2 separate regions of the Hordeum vulgare genome follow, and region 2 is linked to region 1. A link is a contact called in public Hi-C data. All regions are on one chromosome and are shown on one strand. The core of a region is the stretch at or near the end of the contact, and the rest is flanking DNA. Distances in the headings are between cores, read along the strand shown. Region 1 has its middle 44 kb from the start of LOC123448851. Region 2 holds the start of LOC123448854 (putative zinc finger CCCH domain-containing protein 21).

The links. A called contact is a pair of places that touch in the nucleus more often than the background predicts.
Region 2: a Hi-C map of leaf shows a contact between it and region 1, with 2.7 times the contacts expected there. The contact joins the promoter of LOC123448854 here to the enhancer-like site in region 1. A contact is called at or near these places in 2 of 6 Hi-C or Micro-C datasets (leaf and seedling).

The regions. Positions count from the first base shown.
Region 1 is chr4H:437,136,799-437,144,507 of MorexV3_pseudomolecules_assembly, forward strand. No RefSeq gene overlaps it. Among protein-coding and RNA genes, the nearest start is that of LOC123448851, 44 kb to the right of the region's middle. Within about 2 kb of position 2,668, at least 2 of the 3 cell types and tissues checked have open chromatin away from gene starts, as enhancers often do. A contact at or near this core is called in leaf, where this site is marked.
Region 2 is chr4H:437,681,317-437,689,025 of MorexV3_pseudomolecules_assembly, forward strand. LOC123448854 (putative zinc finger CCCH domain-containing protein 21) reads right to left here and starts at 2,849. Exons shown (of 2, transcript XM_045125882.1): 1 at 1,831-2,849; 2 at 157-875. The coding sequence starts at 2,445. The coding sequence ends at 591. LOC123448853 (exonuclease DPD1, chloroplastic/mitochondrial-like) reads right to left here. Exons shown (of 4, transcript XM_045125880.1): 4 at 2,955-3,437. The coding sequence ends at 3,229.

The sequences.
Region 1 (7,709 bases), core at 1,418-3,917:
TTTTGAATTCTGTGAACTTTTTGAAAATCCATGAACATATTTTTCAAAAATCGGTGAACTTTTTTCATAATAATTGAACATTTTTTTGCAAATCTAAACTTTTTGAAATTCTGTGGGCTCTTTAAAAAATTTAATGAGCAACGCCTTTTTTACATGGGCTGGCCCATGAGGAGGAGCGCTACAGGCGCCGGTTTTCCTAACCGGTGCTGAAGGCGCCGAATATGAGATCCCAAATGCGAGATATAGTCCGTGGGAACATAGGTAGGTATGTACATCTGAGGTATGGTCCACAACCAATGTCTGGTGGCTGCTCCATTCTTCTGAAATGGAAGTGCTCCATTACCATACCAGGGAGGCAAATCTTTCAAGGTGGCCACACATCGCATCGTGATACCATGTAAAATGCATGGTGATCGTAAAGCCTAGCTTGGGAGTTCAGAGTGAGCTGGAAGTCATTCTGTGTAGGCCGGCCTAGCCACCCTTTGCAATGATCGTCTCGTCCATTGATTCTTACATGGAGCTATATATCCTCTGATTAAGTAGCCTGGGCTGGTCTTATTTGGATTAGATTTGCGTTAGCTAGGTCGTTAACTTAGCAATGCTCGATCTGTCGAGCCTATCAGCAGACCTTGAGTAACCTATCCAAGAACGCTTTCCACTGCGTTTTCATTTCAATTCCCCTCCTTTTGGGATATACATATACTCTAACAGCATTCCGCAGACCGAGAAAAAGGTGGCGAGCAGCGCCCGCAATGATTCCGTTAGACTATATAAATACCTATAGAAAGATGCTATTGGTATCAATATTACAGCACTGGCGCGTGATCATCAACGGATTCTTTTTTCATGAACGAAATAGAAAAGCTTTCAATAAACAAAGAGGAAAGGAGAAGCTTTGGAAGTCAATCATTTGCGCTTTCTGAGTAGATGAACTGAGCTAGATTTTTAGTCGCTTCCATTGGCAAAAACACATGCAGCTGCAATCCCAGACGCTCATTCCTTCATGAAACAGGGCATGCATGCAATCCCAAAGTCTCCATAGTATTTTCTTGCTCAAATGCTGAACGGCTGGGATCGCACATGTAAAGCTTTGGGGTCCCGGTAATTAAAGTATGCCAAAGCTTTGCATGCACAGGCAAGATCGTACTCCCTCCCTCCCAAAATAACTGTCTCAAGCTTAATACAATTTTGTACTAGAGCTAGTACAAAGTTAAGACACTTATTTTGAGACGGAGGGAGTAATTAATGTCTGCAAAAACCATTGGTAGCTGTTGATGTTCACGTATTCCTTTTTGATCGTTGCCTCGGGGAATTATGCGCCTGACACGTACTCGGGTACTGATTAACTGATACGACTTCCCTGAATTAGCAGTACGTAGTAACATCTTTGTGGGTGGCGGTGGCAGACTGACAACACATCGCTGCTGCATGCGTCTCCCGCCGGAGCCACTTTTGCTGTGCAACCGACTTGTCCGGCTTTGCATTTGGATAATCACATGCCAAGCTAGCTGCCACCATCACCTTCTCCTTTACGGTGCGAGACATGATTCCCCCAAAGATCAAGGCCCGCCTACCTGGCCGCCTCCTTGATTACAGCAGAGATCGAAATATATACTCCATGGCCCATGGGTCAGGAGCGCATATGTTTCTTTTGCGTGTTGCTTGAGCCCATCGTCATGTGCTTCTCATCAGAGGCAGCCAGCTCCACCGCACAGCAAAAGGAGCCAGAGCCAGCTTTGGACCATCTCTTCTCCCCCTTTTCCATTTTTCTCCTCTCTTTTGGCAAACGGAAATAATTGATTCGCAGATTCAAATTTAGGTGTCGGTCTCCACGCAATTTGCCAACAATGACCAATAAACAGCGGGCTTTTTAGGTGAATAAGCAACAAGCTTGGACACACCGGTTGTGTTCGTTTGTTCGTTTTACTAGGGATATATGTGTATGTGTGCCCCGATATTTGCAGCTACAAGATTCCACTAATGGACAGGACCATGCCTTTCCTTTAACCCAGACAGATCAGAGTATCCTATTTTGCTCCCCAAGTTGCCCTAGGGGAAAGGGGTGAAGAGTTCCTAAAGTGGTTAGCAGGTGCATCTACAGTGGAAAACACTGTTCTGGACTGTTGCTAAGCAAGCATGGGCCATTATTCAATTCATTCAGTTAAAAGCAGAGATTATGATTGCATTTTCCTTGAGTACAGGCAGGCAGGCCAATCTCTCCGGCTGCATGATTCCCCCTCTGCCCGACACTATGTTACGACTAGCCGCCTAAAGGAGACTGGGATTTGGACGCCTCCGGTGCAGCATTGTTAGCAAAAGAAACATGAAACCATAGCTCTGAAGTCGCGTTTCGTCAGGATTATTCGTCGGCTTGTAGCTTGTGTCCTTATTTTCTTCATTTCTTTTCTCAGTTCGACGTGAGAGCTGCAAGTGATCTCGCTTTCAGTAAAACACCTGCAAGTGATCCAACCGATCCGGTCCAGCCAAAGCGGTAGGCGTGAGCAACACGACGCATTGTTTTTCCTCCTGTCGAGCATTTTTCAAGCTTCATCATAAATCAGGCCGCTAGCTGCTTTCGATGTCAAGCAAGATATAGACGGCATGATCACGGGGAGCCACCGATCGCTCCCTCCTGACGTAACAACAAACTTCCCAATTGTTTCTGGGGGAGCGATCACTTCCCGTCCAAGCTTTGGTCCGCGCATCGCCACCGAGCTTTAGTAGGAAAAGGAAATGGAGGGTTTGGGGAGGGAATGGCTTTGCTTCCACTTAACTGTAAGGTGGGGGTTGTTGCTTACTTTCTTGGCACAACGCTTAGCACTTGAACCACCAACGGAGACCGACACTGCTATACGGGCCACACAAAGTTTGCCTCCGATGCAAGAGACGGCATGCAACGGCCGGGCGGTACGTGCTTGGGTTGGGGATCAGTACCTGACCTAGTACCACTAGTTAGTGTTATCACGTTCTATACCATCATATCCATACCAACTGAAGCTAAGCCTAAAAGAAGCTACTATCAAGTACTGTATTATTATCGATGCAGTGCTATAATCCAGTCTCTGATACTGTGGCCTAGAAATCGAGCATAGCAGATCGGCGAATCCATGGACGGGCCACCATGGGCGATCACTGTTGGACCACCGCTCGCTGAGGCGAATCCCGAGTGCGCGAGCATCATTCGAAGGAAGGGAATTATATGATGAAAACGAGCAGCCGATGTGCCGTGTGTTACTCTGGTTTTTCCTTGGAAGGTGTATACTTTAGTTGTCGAGTGTCACATTCATCAGCTATGTAACCTGCAGAGGCACGAGTATGATTCTAGCGTATGATTCATTGTTATCTGATAAAGGTTTGGCAAGGTGAAGGCACACTGCGTTTGATCTGTGCTATAGCTATTAGTGCCCATCCGTATTGCTTGCTCCGAAATGCTGCATGCAACAGTGCATTACAGTCTAAGCAAAGTAACTCATGAATATTAGGAGGTTCAGCTAACAACACTTCTACCCCGCAAAAAGAAGAAAACTTCTAAAAATATAGTTTTCTTTTCGACAAAGAGTGAATTTTATTAACTTAAAATGAGGCATCGAGTGGATACAAACACAATGAACAGGCATCCGGCCTTTACATAGTTAGGGTATACAAAACCTACACCTTCTGATTATGGATATCCGTCGTTAAAGAGGTCCGAAAACACTCTAATTTTTTAAGGAAAAAACCATCCCAGTAGAAGATCCGGTTTTTTTTTTTTTTTTTGCAAAAAGAGCCTTGGCTCAGTGGTTAAGCATGCGGTTGTGCGGCCCAACGACCCGAGTTCAATTTTTAGAATTGACAGGTAATGCACAGGGAGTTTTCTCCCATTTATTGAGGATCAAGTTTGACGTGTGGTGAAACCACTCATCAAAAAAATCTTGATATCCATTTAAAAAATTCCGAGGATCATGTTTATCTTGGTACTCATATTAAAATGGTTGTATGCATCCCTGGTGCAGAGGCCGGAAAGTGAAATTCTTCCCACTTTTAGACGTACGCCTGGGTCGCCTCCTGCTAGGGCGACTCAAGCGGAGATCCACCCCGCTCCCGGGCCGCTTCCACCCTGTTCTCCCCTCCATCGCCGCTGGATGAAGCCGTCGTGCGAAGCCCTGGCCGGCCGATGGCGGCGGCGGAGGATCACTTTCCTCCCGTGTCCGAATATGGTGAGGCGGGTCACCCATCGGCGCTGGGGCGCCTCGCCTTGATCTGTGTCGCAGCAGCACGGCGGCTCGCCTCCGACAATGGCTCAAGGCGGCAACGACGTGGTGGGCGGAGGCGACGAAGCTGCAAGGCGACGTGGAAGATCGGGTGGTGCAGGCTGTTGGGCGCGTCCGAGTGGTCACGGAGGCCATGGTGACTCTGGCCGGCGGCTCGGTGGTGGCTACGTTCGGCCTGGATCCCGGGGCGGCGGCCCTGGACGGTGGCGGCATGTTAAGCTCGGGCTGTCCGCGACGGCATGCCGTGGTGCAGTCCCCGTCCAAGGCGGATCTGCGTCGGCGATCTTGTGGTCTTACTACGGATTCGTTCGGATCAGAAACGGTGACGAGCGCGTGGGATCCATCTTAGCGGCTCTCGCGGTCAGGCGAGGTGGGGTGGGAGCCCTTCTCTCAGGCTTCAGTGGTGGCACACTCAGGCAGTGGCCGGTGCGCCAGGGCTCCTATGATGGCAGTGCTGTCGTGGATGGTCGTCGGATCTAGGCGGATAGATCTGGGGCTTTGAAGGTGGTCGGAACGGTGCACAGGTTGCCGGGTGGATTTTTTTGGGACGGATCCGGGTGAAAACCTTGTCTTCGGCCAGTGGCCCGAGCCGGTGATGGCAGCGCCCTTATCGTTGTTTCTTCATGAAGGCATCATCGAGGTGAAGCTCCCAACTCCACCCAATACCCCTGGGGGAAACCCTAGATCGGCAGATCAGATGACGACGGCACTCTTGTGTTGTTTCCTCCTTGGGGGCGTCTTTCTTGGAGGTGTACGCGGGCTCGAGGGACAAATGGACGACATCTTTGGTGGAGTGGTGCTTCATCCTACATATTCATGGTGATGGATCTCGGCAGCGTGGAACAGTGGAGGCTTAGCGTCCGATGTGTGGCGATGGACTCACGCAGGAGGAAGACGATGTCTGGCGTCGTGTTGACGTCGATGGCAGAGAGGCCTCGCAAGGTAGATGCATCAGTAACTGCTTTGAGGATGGATCGATGGAAGACGAAGGTGACGGCCCTTGCAGCGTGTACGTTGGTGCCCACTGGGGGTGCGTCGGACCGGTGTGTCATCCAATTCCGACGGGTGGCTGGGATGGGGCATCCGGCTTTAGATGTTAGGGTTAGGTGCGATGTTTCTTTGGTATTTGGCCCGGACATTCGGCACCCCTTCATCAATTGGATAGGTGTAGCGACATGTGTTGTCAACATGATGGCTTCAGGGCGTGTTGATGTTTTGCTTTGTAAAGGTCTTGATGAATAATTAATAAAATGGTTGAATGCATCGTCCAGATGCAGAGGCCGGGGGTGCATCCTCCTTTTTTTTTTAAAAAAAAAGAAGACCCGTTTTTACCAAACTACTCCCTCCGTTCTTAAATATAAATCTTATTAGAGATTTCATTGGAAAAATATATACGAAGCAAAATAAGTGAATTTATACTTTAAAATTTGTCTATATACATCCGTATGTAGATCCCTGGTGAAACCTTTAAAAAGACTTATATTTAGGAACGGAAAGAGTAATGAATAATCGCGTGATAAGAAAACAAAAGAGGATAGGGAAAAGAACAGATCGCGAAATTAATGACACCTTTGCCAGGATACTCTCTTTCGGCCTCGCATTAGCAGATTTGCTCCCACGCTTAAATTCATTTCTTGACAGCAACTTGGGACTCCATACTACACGCTCCGAGTTTCGGACGGGATGGACCCCATGATTTGCACCAAACGCCGGAAATTAATGAGAACAAAAAGGATGGAGACCGGCCTGTGCACTTTTGTGGCGTGGTGCCATGCTACCAAAACGATTCGTAGGAAACAACATCATGGTCGTAGGCTTGTACTACTAGCACGCTGTTTTATTTTCGGAAATGCAGAACACCGTGAGTTTGTGCGACTTTGAGAGGAGTCATGCACACATGTAATTCAGTTCAGGTTGATGAAACGGGTGAGCAGGTGGAGAAGGATCGTCTGACTCGCAAAACAGGGCTCGGATCTGCACCATATGCAGGCATGATTTGCTCAGACAAATTGCTTCGACATTGACCTCGAGATTAGACTCGGAGGCTCCAAGCGTCGCAACAGGGGAGAAGCGCCAGCGTAGCTTTCATGGGCCGGCGCCCACTTTGCATCTTGAATCATTTTTCCTCGTGGAGAGGCAGCGGCAGGCCGCCCGATGACGCGCCGCTCGGGCCCTCCTCTCGCTTTCGTTCCGCGCAAGCGCACCCGAGACGAACCGAGCCGAGCCAAGATGTAGTGAACAGCGGTGGCGCGAGGCTCCGGCGTACGAGCGGCCGTTTGAATTCTTGGGTTACCGTTGCCCGCTTCCGATGGCCGACGAGGGGAGGCAAAATTTCGTGTTTTATGCTCTTTTTTTTGTCAATTTTAAGCGGATCTGATCTTGGTTTGAAAAAATATCAACATTTGGCCCTTTTGCTACCGTCAAGCTGTTCGACGGTAGGGTTACGTAGCCTACCGTCAGGGTCTTCGACGGTAGGCTAACGGCAACAACTGCTTACTTAACGACCCTTGCGTTGACCTGGCACACACCTACCGTTAGGGTGTGTGACGATAGGCTATGATAACCTACCGTTGAGGTCTCTAACAATAGGATGCATACATTTCCAGTTCTCAGTGCTGGCACTTGGATTCGCAGAATTTCTGCGGTAGGGTTACACATCCTACTGCCATGGACCTTGACGGTAGGGTGTGATCATAGTGCATTTTTACACATAACTTATATTTTATCGGTTTAATTTGTATGCCTCAGCAATATTGTAGACTTAAAAACATAAAATATGTATAGATCAATACAATATAACATGTATCACACCTCGATACGAATAATAGTTCAACTAAGAAACATAGCACATATCCAAATAGTTTCACATAGCAAACGGTTCAAAAAATACCAAATCATTTCACAAAGCCAACATAAATAGTTTAACTAGTTCAATGGTAGCAACTTCACTTGCTCCTTCCCCTTTTGGAGGTACGCTCCTCGTTGTTTTTTGAACATGTCTCACCTACCTTCTTCTTGCGTTAAGAAGGACGCGCTCTTTGAAACACAGATGGGCTTATCCAATCCCTCTTTGGCACATTCTTCTTCTCAAGCTGGGTTGTCTGAGTTGGTGGAGGTCCGTCATCATCATCGTACTCCTCCTCCTCGTCGCTTTGTTCCTCTTCTTCCTCTTGTTCTTCTTCCGCTCGCTCCTCGTCTTCTTCTTCATCTTCACCTTCCTCCTCATCCTCCTCAACCACCCTAGACATGAGGCAACATGGCTCGATGAAGCGAGGCTACGCATCGGGGCTGCAGGAGCATAAGCATCAGCAGTGCTAGCGCACCCAAGCAGGCCCACCAGCTTGCGACATTTGTTGACGAAGTTCTACAATAAGAATGAAACAAGAATATAATATGGATCAAGTTTATGATTACAAACAAACAAGAACATAAGAAAGAATGAAAGTGTAGGAGGCTCAC
Region 2 (7,709 bases), core at 1,599-4,098, 540 kb after region 1:
CAACCAAACTCTCAGTTTTTTTTCTACGGGCAGCGGCAATCATCCAGAGCACTAAGCAGGCAAGCAGCAACATGGAGAGTTATTTTCTTTTGTTTGTTTGAGTTAAACATAAAACACTTTGGCCTCTAAAGTCTGGGCATGCTGGGCCTAGTCCAATACCCATCCACAAAACACTTTGGCATATAAATGCGGGCCTAGTCCAATACCCATCCAAAAAAGAGTAGTAGCTTTTTTCCCCAAAGCTCACACAAGTCATACACGGCCCATTTGGCCCATCACTGGCTAGACACTGCCACTACTGTTTTCCTTCCCTGAACCAACAGGTCGCTTTATTTTACTACTATAAGCTACAGATTTTAACTCTTCTAAAAACAGCTATTACTGATTTTAAGTTTCTTAAACTTTAAGCTGCTGATTAAATGAGCTCAATGTGCTACTGCTGATTCTATGACACGTAACCCAAGCAGTCCCTGGTGAAGGCATCAGGCATGCGTAGGCAATGAGGGGAGGAAGGCAGGTCGGAGGAGAGGGTGCCATTACACGGCAGTAGGAGACGACGAGCAGTTGGTGTTGGTGGCCGCGGCGGTGGACTAGTAGGACTGGGCGGCGGGCGCTGGCGAGTGACGGAAGTGGCAGCGGTGGCCGTAGGGGCAGCCAGACGCGGCAGCAAACATCTGGCAGGGTAGGGTCTTGTAGCGCGGGTGGCGGATGACGGGGCGCATGTCCTGCAGGCCGTGCGCGAACCGGCACCGGCTGCCGTAGGAGCAGGCGCCGCCTTCCCACTTGTTGCACAGCTCCGTCTTCTTGGTGCCCTGCCTGTACGCCTCCAGCTCGACCACTTCTCCATCCCCCTTGGCCTCGTCCTCCCCTGCCTGCTGCAATCACCATTCCACATTACAAGATCAATCATACGATTCAAGAAAAAATAAAGACCAATCATACGGATATGAATTCCCAATGAAATTTCTCGAAATGATTGTTTGGTTTTGTCGAGTTAAGACAAATCAATACCCTATCTCTTCGATTAATGACCGCTTTGTAACATGAAATTGCCAACAACAAGTAGCCGGTTCAATACTAGTATTTCTGAAGAAAAATTAAGCAAGTTCAATACAGTTTCTTCCTGCAATTGAATCCCAAGCAAGCCATGACGTGATAAGATTTTGTGTGATTCCAACATAACTTCGGAAATTCCTGATCCAGTTGCAGCGTAAACTGAAAATATAGGTTGGGCTTACTTCTGCATCAAGCAACTGCCAACACTATAGGTTGAAAGCTATGACTGTCAAGCACAGTACAAAATTTGCTAATTATGAACACAACCTGATGCTAAATGCGATTGTCAAATCATTAATAGAACGTCATACTGCCAGAGTTTCGTCTGATTTTGCAGGTTTAAACTTCCCCTCTAACCATATAATTGCGTCACACACACCTAATTTCTCCTCAATTAAGCGACTCTGCAATGCAGTTCGACTTACTGCATCAAGCGACTCTGCCTCTGTAGCTGAACCGGAAAGCAGAGTATTACGATTCTGAGTACAAAATTAGCTAATTCAACATAATCTGCTGCTTGATGCTATCTTCAAATTACAAATAGAGCACCGTACTACCAGGGATCGTCTAATTTTGCAGGCAACTTGTTATTTCACCATCTAATTGCATCACAAACCAAATTTCTCCACGATTACTACGAATTTTGCAGGAACTGGAACTATTGAACTGTATTCGAGGGTTTCGCCGCAAATTTTCGAGTTCGGAGCAGATAAACAAGCGATTCATGGCGAAATAAAGCAGTGAATTCGTAAGCAGTAGGATTTGCGGGTTTACCTCGATCGAAGGAGGCGGACGAACATGGAGGCGCTGCGCCTCTGCCTCGCCCTGCGGCTGCTTTGCCTGCGAGAGGTAGCACTTGGAACGGATGGAAATGCTCTTCGGCGCGCCCCCGCGTGCTGCTACCCCCTCCGTCGGCTTCGGCGGTAGTGTCGGAGCCGCCGCGATCGCCCGCTTCCCCTGATCGGCCTCGAGCTCCTCGAGGAGGAGGGACAGGTGCATGTTCTCCGCTCTGAGGCGGAGGCGCTCGAGGCGGAGGTCAGCGGCCTCGGCCGTGGCGTCGCGCAGGCGCAGGAAGCAGTCGTCGTAGCGGTCGGCGATCGCGCGCAGGAGCCTCTCCGCCTCGCGCACCTCGCTCGCCTGCTCCGCCGACACGCGGAGCGGCGAGACGTAGCGGCCGTCGGAGACGCACGAGGAGGGCGAGTGGAGCTGCGTCTCCGCCGATGATGACCCCCATGTGGGCGAGCTGAGCAGGCCTCCCTTGCGGTGGCCGTCGGATACGCGCGACGAGGGAGTGAAGGCGAGCAGCTTCTCCCGCGGCGACGAGCCGAAGCCCTCGGTGGAGACGCAGGAGGACCCCGCAGGCGAGAGGTACCCGAGCTCCCCCTCCATGGCCTCCACTGGAGAGCCCGAGCTGCGAACAGGGTAGCAGAGAGCGAGACGATGAGGAGCTCGGCTTCGGAAATTGGAGGGAAGCAGTGGCAGTTTGAGAGACAGGTCGAAGTGACTTGATTGCCCTGCCTTATATAGAGCCCCCGTCCATGTCACTAAGACCAAGGGCAGGAACGACTTTTCTCCTCTTTATCTGACGCGACGAGCTCCTGCGTTAAGTTGAACAACTGCGTTATCTGGTACTCGAAATGAATCAAGGCCGTCAAAAAGGAGTATACGTTAGCTGCAGTATCAAGGCCGTCGAAAAGGAGCATACGTTAGCTGCAGTATCAAGGCCGTCGAAATGAATAAAGTGAAAATGACCTGATTTCCCTTCCTTGTTCAGCGCCTGCTCAACTCAACAAGGGTAGAATCGACTTTTCTCCCAGTTTTTCTCCCAGTTACTGCTAAAAAGTAGAGTAGCTCTATTCCGTTTAGAGCGTTCCTGAAGAAACAGTAAGAGCACTCCATTTGGAATCTATACTGATGCCGCAGCTCTGAATTTAGCATTGTGCATATAATGGTTCAGATAGTGTACAACAGTACAGAGCCAGCAAGTATCAGTAATATTGAGCACTGAACTGCTGACCAAAATATCAACGTAACAATCAGGAATGTATCGTTGTTCTGCTGTTGAAACAGCAAAGAAATCAGGGCTAGGGTCTGCGAATAACAGCTCCGTAATACAACGCCGATGAAATAATCTAGAGTTTCCAGATATTGTTCAGGTGAGGGTGTCAGCAGTCATTTTTTAGGGGGCGTCGTCTGGATATCAGAGACCCGGAACGACTTCTCAAGAAGCTGCGGAACTGTTAGTTTCAACTCGAACGTCAACTTCTGGAGCACATAACACAGGGCGGTCACATCACGCATTGCACGGTGCGCTTTGCCATCCACTGGGATCTTGTAGTGCTCTACCAGATTCTTCATCGACGCCGAGCTGATTTTTTTCCCTGATATGGAAGAGAAATGAGGTTAAGCTTTTGAGTTGCATGATTTGCTTCAGTTAAATGAACTTTCTTTTTTCAGTTATGGAAAAAAACAAGAAACAACGATCCATCTTATACTTATGTTTACTAATTGGAGACTCCACATTAATCCTAGCAGCTAGGGATATTTGTCCGTCTGATCTGCATATGATGCATGTTTTGCCGTCAGATGAAGTAGCAGAGGCGCCTCACCATCTGCTCTCTCCGACAGACGCAATCCATCTCTTCCTCTGTATCCCAGCCTCCCTCGAGAAGACAAGAAAAATATCTCCAGTCACCAGCGATGAATTCAATCCGGCAGCCACCCCCACCTCCACAGGCCTTAATTTGTTGGGGTTATGTCTGTGTGGAGCCCGCCTCTGCCTCCCCAAGGCCACTCATCTTGCAGACTGAGCGCCTCCCTGTGGCAGCATCCGCTGAAGTTTGCACCCTCGCCACCACGCAAAGTTGGCATAGCTATCTGCTGGAGCATTAGCAAGACCCGTTCTGCTGGGACTCTACAATAATCTGACCATTATCTAGTACAGTCATGCTCGCATTTTCCCTATGAGGTGTACGATGGAAGTATATACCTGTATTGCTTTCATCTGAAAAGGGCGAGATAATGGCAAGCACTTGGTGACCACTCCCAAGCCTAGGGCTAGCTGGTAGCCTCGGTGATTTAGTGTATTGATGCATGTGCAAGAAGTGTAGGTTTAAGATTTATTATCGTCCCTGTTTGAAATCATTGACATGCTCAGTAAGTTGTACCATATATTGTTAAGTAGACCTGATGTACGTATGATAATATTTATTTTTATGTAATTATTATGTGCAATCATGGGGCATGCAATCAAGCCTTGAAAAACACAACAATCAAACAAACTGGCAGCAAGTTACCACTTACCACTGCAATCTTATATTTACAATGTGATGTCAACCTTCCAGTTTATCAGTTAATTCTTCAGGTGCCAATTAACTTTCGGATTTATAGTACTCCCTCCGTGAAGAAATATAAGAGCGTTTAGATCACTAAAATAAATCACTAAGAGCATTTAGATCACAAAAGAAATATAAGAGCGTTTAGATCAAACACTCTTATATTTCTTTAGAGAGGGAGCACATGTTTTCCTCTCTGCATGATATGTGGTTTGCTTGATTTGTTTTAGTCCTGAGCGCTCTAGAAATATAGCTTCATTGCTGCTTCAATACAAGGAATATCCAGAAAAGGTGGTTGGCAATAATGATTTCTTTGTAAGGGTTTGTAATAGTGCCAGAGTTAATTGTTATATTACATGGACAGGCTCACGTTATGATTTTTTTAGTGGATTGGCATTGCCTTTTTGCTTTCCTGTCTTTTACATTGTCATAGCCACAGACTGTTGTTAGTTACCTACACATCTGGATATATGTAAATACATAAGAGTCAATACAGGATTTTCTTTTACACTCTCTTGCTGCTGTTCAGATATATACTTTGAGAACTTCTTCCTATACTTCACTTTGCTTTGTCTATACCGACTAAACTGGGACATCTACATCTTTGTATAACAGTATAAGTACACAAAATCAAACCTTCCTGATCTTTTTTCTTACTAATTAATATTTTCCCAATTTTTATTTTGTTCATGCCCAAGATGCCAGGAAGATCTTTCAGAAGTTAAGAAACAAACTACCATTTTAACAATATATTGTTAGTCACATTAGTGAGGGGAATAATAAAAATTCCCTGTTTGAGAACTCTATTAACAGAGAATATACTTAAAATTAATGTATGATCATATCAATATGATATGTTTTAAATTCAGTATTCCTATTTGACATGAACATTTTTATCACTCAACATCTCGGGGATTAAGCTAATGATGAACTTTGCTTCTGCTGATGGCAGCTTCGATGCAATAACCTTAATTGCCTCTATTTATGTGCGACGTGTAGCCTTAAATGTAACTTTTGTAATCCAACGATGGGGCATCATATGTTATAGAGTCGACTTTGCTTGCACTTTCTGTCTCAGAAATATAAATATGCATAAAATAACACGAATACTAGATCATGCCAATACAGGAGTGGCATCTGTAACAAGAATAACAAAAGTATGTTATGTTTAGTTTCCAAGTTAGCTGTGATCACCAGAGTAAACTACGCCTTTTTCTAGAACTGAAAACAATCTTGAATATTATATTTATGCAAGTAAACAGAACACTGGAACAAAGTCGTGGCCGCTCCGCTCCACCCTGCTCCCCGCTCCGCCCCCGCGCCCCGCTAGCCTGACTGCTGCGCCGCGCCTCCAACGCCGCCTCCGTCCCCGCCGGCCGGACCTCCCCCGCGGCCCTCTCCTCCCGCGACATGGCTCCAGTGGGGGCTGACCCTGTCGACCGCCGCGAGACCCTCTCCGGCGAGCGTGTCTCCTACGGGGACCGCTGGTCGAGCTCGGAGAGCGAGTCCTCGGCGCGCTCGTACAGAGACGTCGCCCGCACTCCGCCGGCCGCTGCTGCGCCGCCGGCCGCCCTCGCCTCCGACCGCCTGGCGCCTGCAGCCCGTCCCCCCGCCAAGGACCGCCTCGGACCCCGCTCGGAGGTTCATCGCGTCTCGGGCGGCCCAGTGCTAGACGCCGACGACTTCCAACAGGCTCGTCGCAGAGAACGGCCCCGTTGCCCGCGTCGCGTTGCGCCGGCCGCGCCTTCGCCTACGCGCCGCCGCAGCCCCTCACCGGAGGAGCTCGCGGGCCTCTGCTTCCGGTGCCTTGATCACCGCCACTGCGTCAGGGACTGCCCCAACGACATCCGCTGCTGCCGTTGTCTCGCCTCTGGCCACGCCTCCCGCGACTGCGATGGTCGGCGACCCGCGGCCGCGCCCCAGCGCTCCCAGCGCGCTGCCGGGGACCAGCAGCCCAGGCCCCCTCGCGGTGCCCCTGCCAGGGCGTCTCCCCCGACGACGCGCCTGCCCGCTCCGATCCCCACCGCTGTAGCCCCTTCCCTGCAGCGGCCTCGCCAGGCCGATGATGCCCCCGCCCGCGTGTTCCTGGCCCAGACAGAAGAAATGGACGAGGCGGAGCTGGTGCTCGGCCGCGCAATGGTGGCCACCGTCACGGGCACTCGGCCATCTGTGTCCCTGATCGAGGTGTCCGAGCTCGTCATGTCCTCTCTGGAGCTGGAGGAGGGCGACTTCTCGGTCCATCAGCATCGCCCGGAGGACTTCCTGATTCTCTTCTCCTCCCTCGCAACCATGAGAAGGTTCCGCGGCGAGCACTTCCTCAGCTCGCCGCGCTTTGCCCTGTCCCTTCGGCCCTGGTGCAAGCTTGCCCACGCCGGCGCTGGCGAGCTCGAGTACCGCGTCGAGCTGGAGATCCGCGGCATCCCCGCCCACGCCTGGCTTCTCTCCACGGCGGAGCACGTGCTGGGTGGCAGCTGCTGGATCGAGCGCCTGCACCCCCGTACGCGTTCCCGCGAGGACATGGCCGTCTTCCGCGTCACCGGGCGCGCCCACGACCCGGCGGACATCCGGCGCGCCGCCACCCTGGAGATCATTGAGCAGCTGCCCGGCCGTGTCCCGTCGGAGGCGCCCGACATCCGAACGCTCACCTTCCCCGTCTCCATTGCTCTCACTAAGGCGGAGCTGATCAGGGCTACTCCGGCCATCGCCCAGGACGCTGCGGGCAGCGCAGGAGACGGTGAGGACGGTGGCGCAGACGGCCGGCATGGCCCCGGCAATGGGCCCGGTCACGGTCCTGGTCCGGGGCCCGGGCGCGCTCGCCGACGTGGTCGCAAACGCCGTCGTACGGCGGAGGCACAGAACGGCCGAGCCGATGGTATGGCAGTGGACGCGCTCGCGCCGCTCGCGCACGCACGTGGCCGCTCCGGCCGTGCAGACGGCGCCGGCGTGGTGGCTCCCTGGCCGTACCCGGCCGCGCCGCGGCAGGGGTTGTGCCCCAAGCGGGCTGGCATGCTGACCTGGCCCGGTCAGCAGGGCCCAGCACGCCCCCGTCACGGCGTCAGAAAAGGACGCCAGCAGACGCGCGTCGTGACGCCCAAAGCGTCTTTGTCGGTGGGCCACTCGCGCAAAGTGGCGAGCACAGGAGTGGAGGACGGTTCGGCCGTTCGCTTTGGGACAGTTGGCACTCCCCCGTTCGCTGCTCAGGGCCACGATGCGGCAGGGGCGTCGACGTCGCGCACGACCGAAGCAGATACGGACGGGCCCACTTCTGCAGCAGCTGATCCTATGCCCTGTCGGGATCGGTGCCTGCTGCGCCTGGGG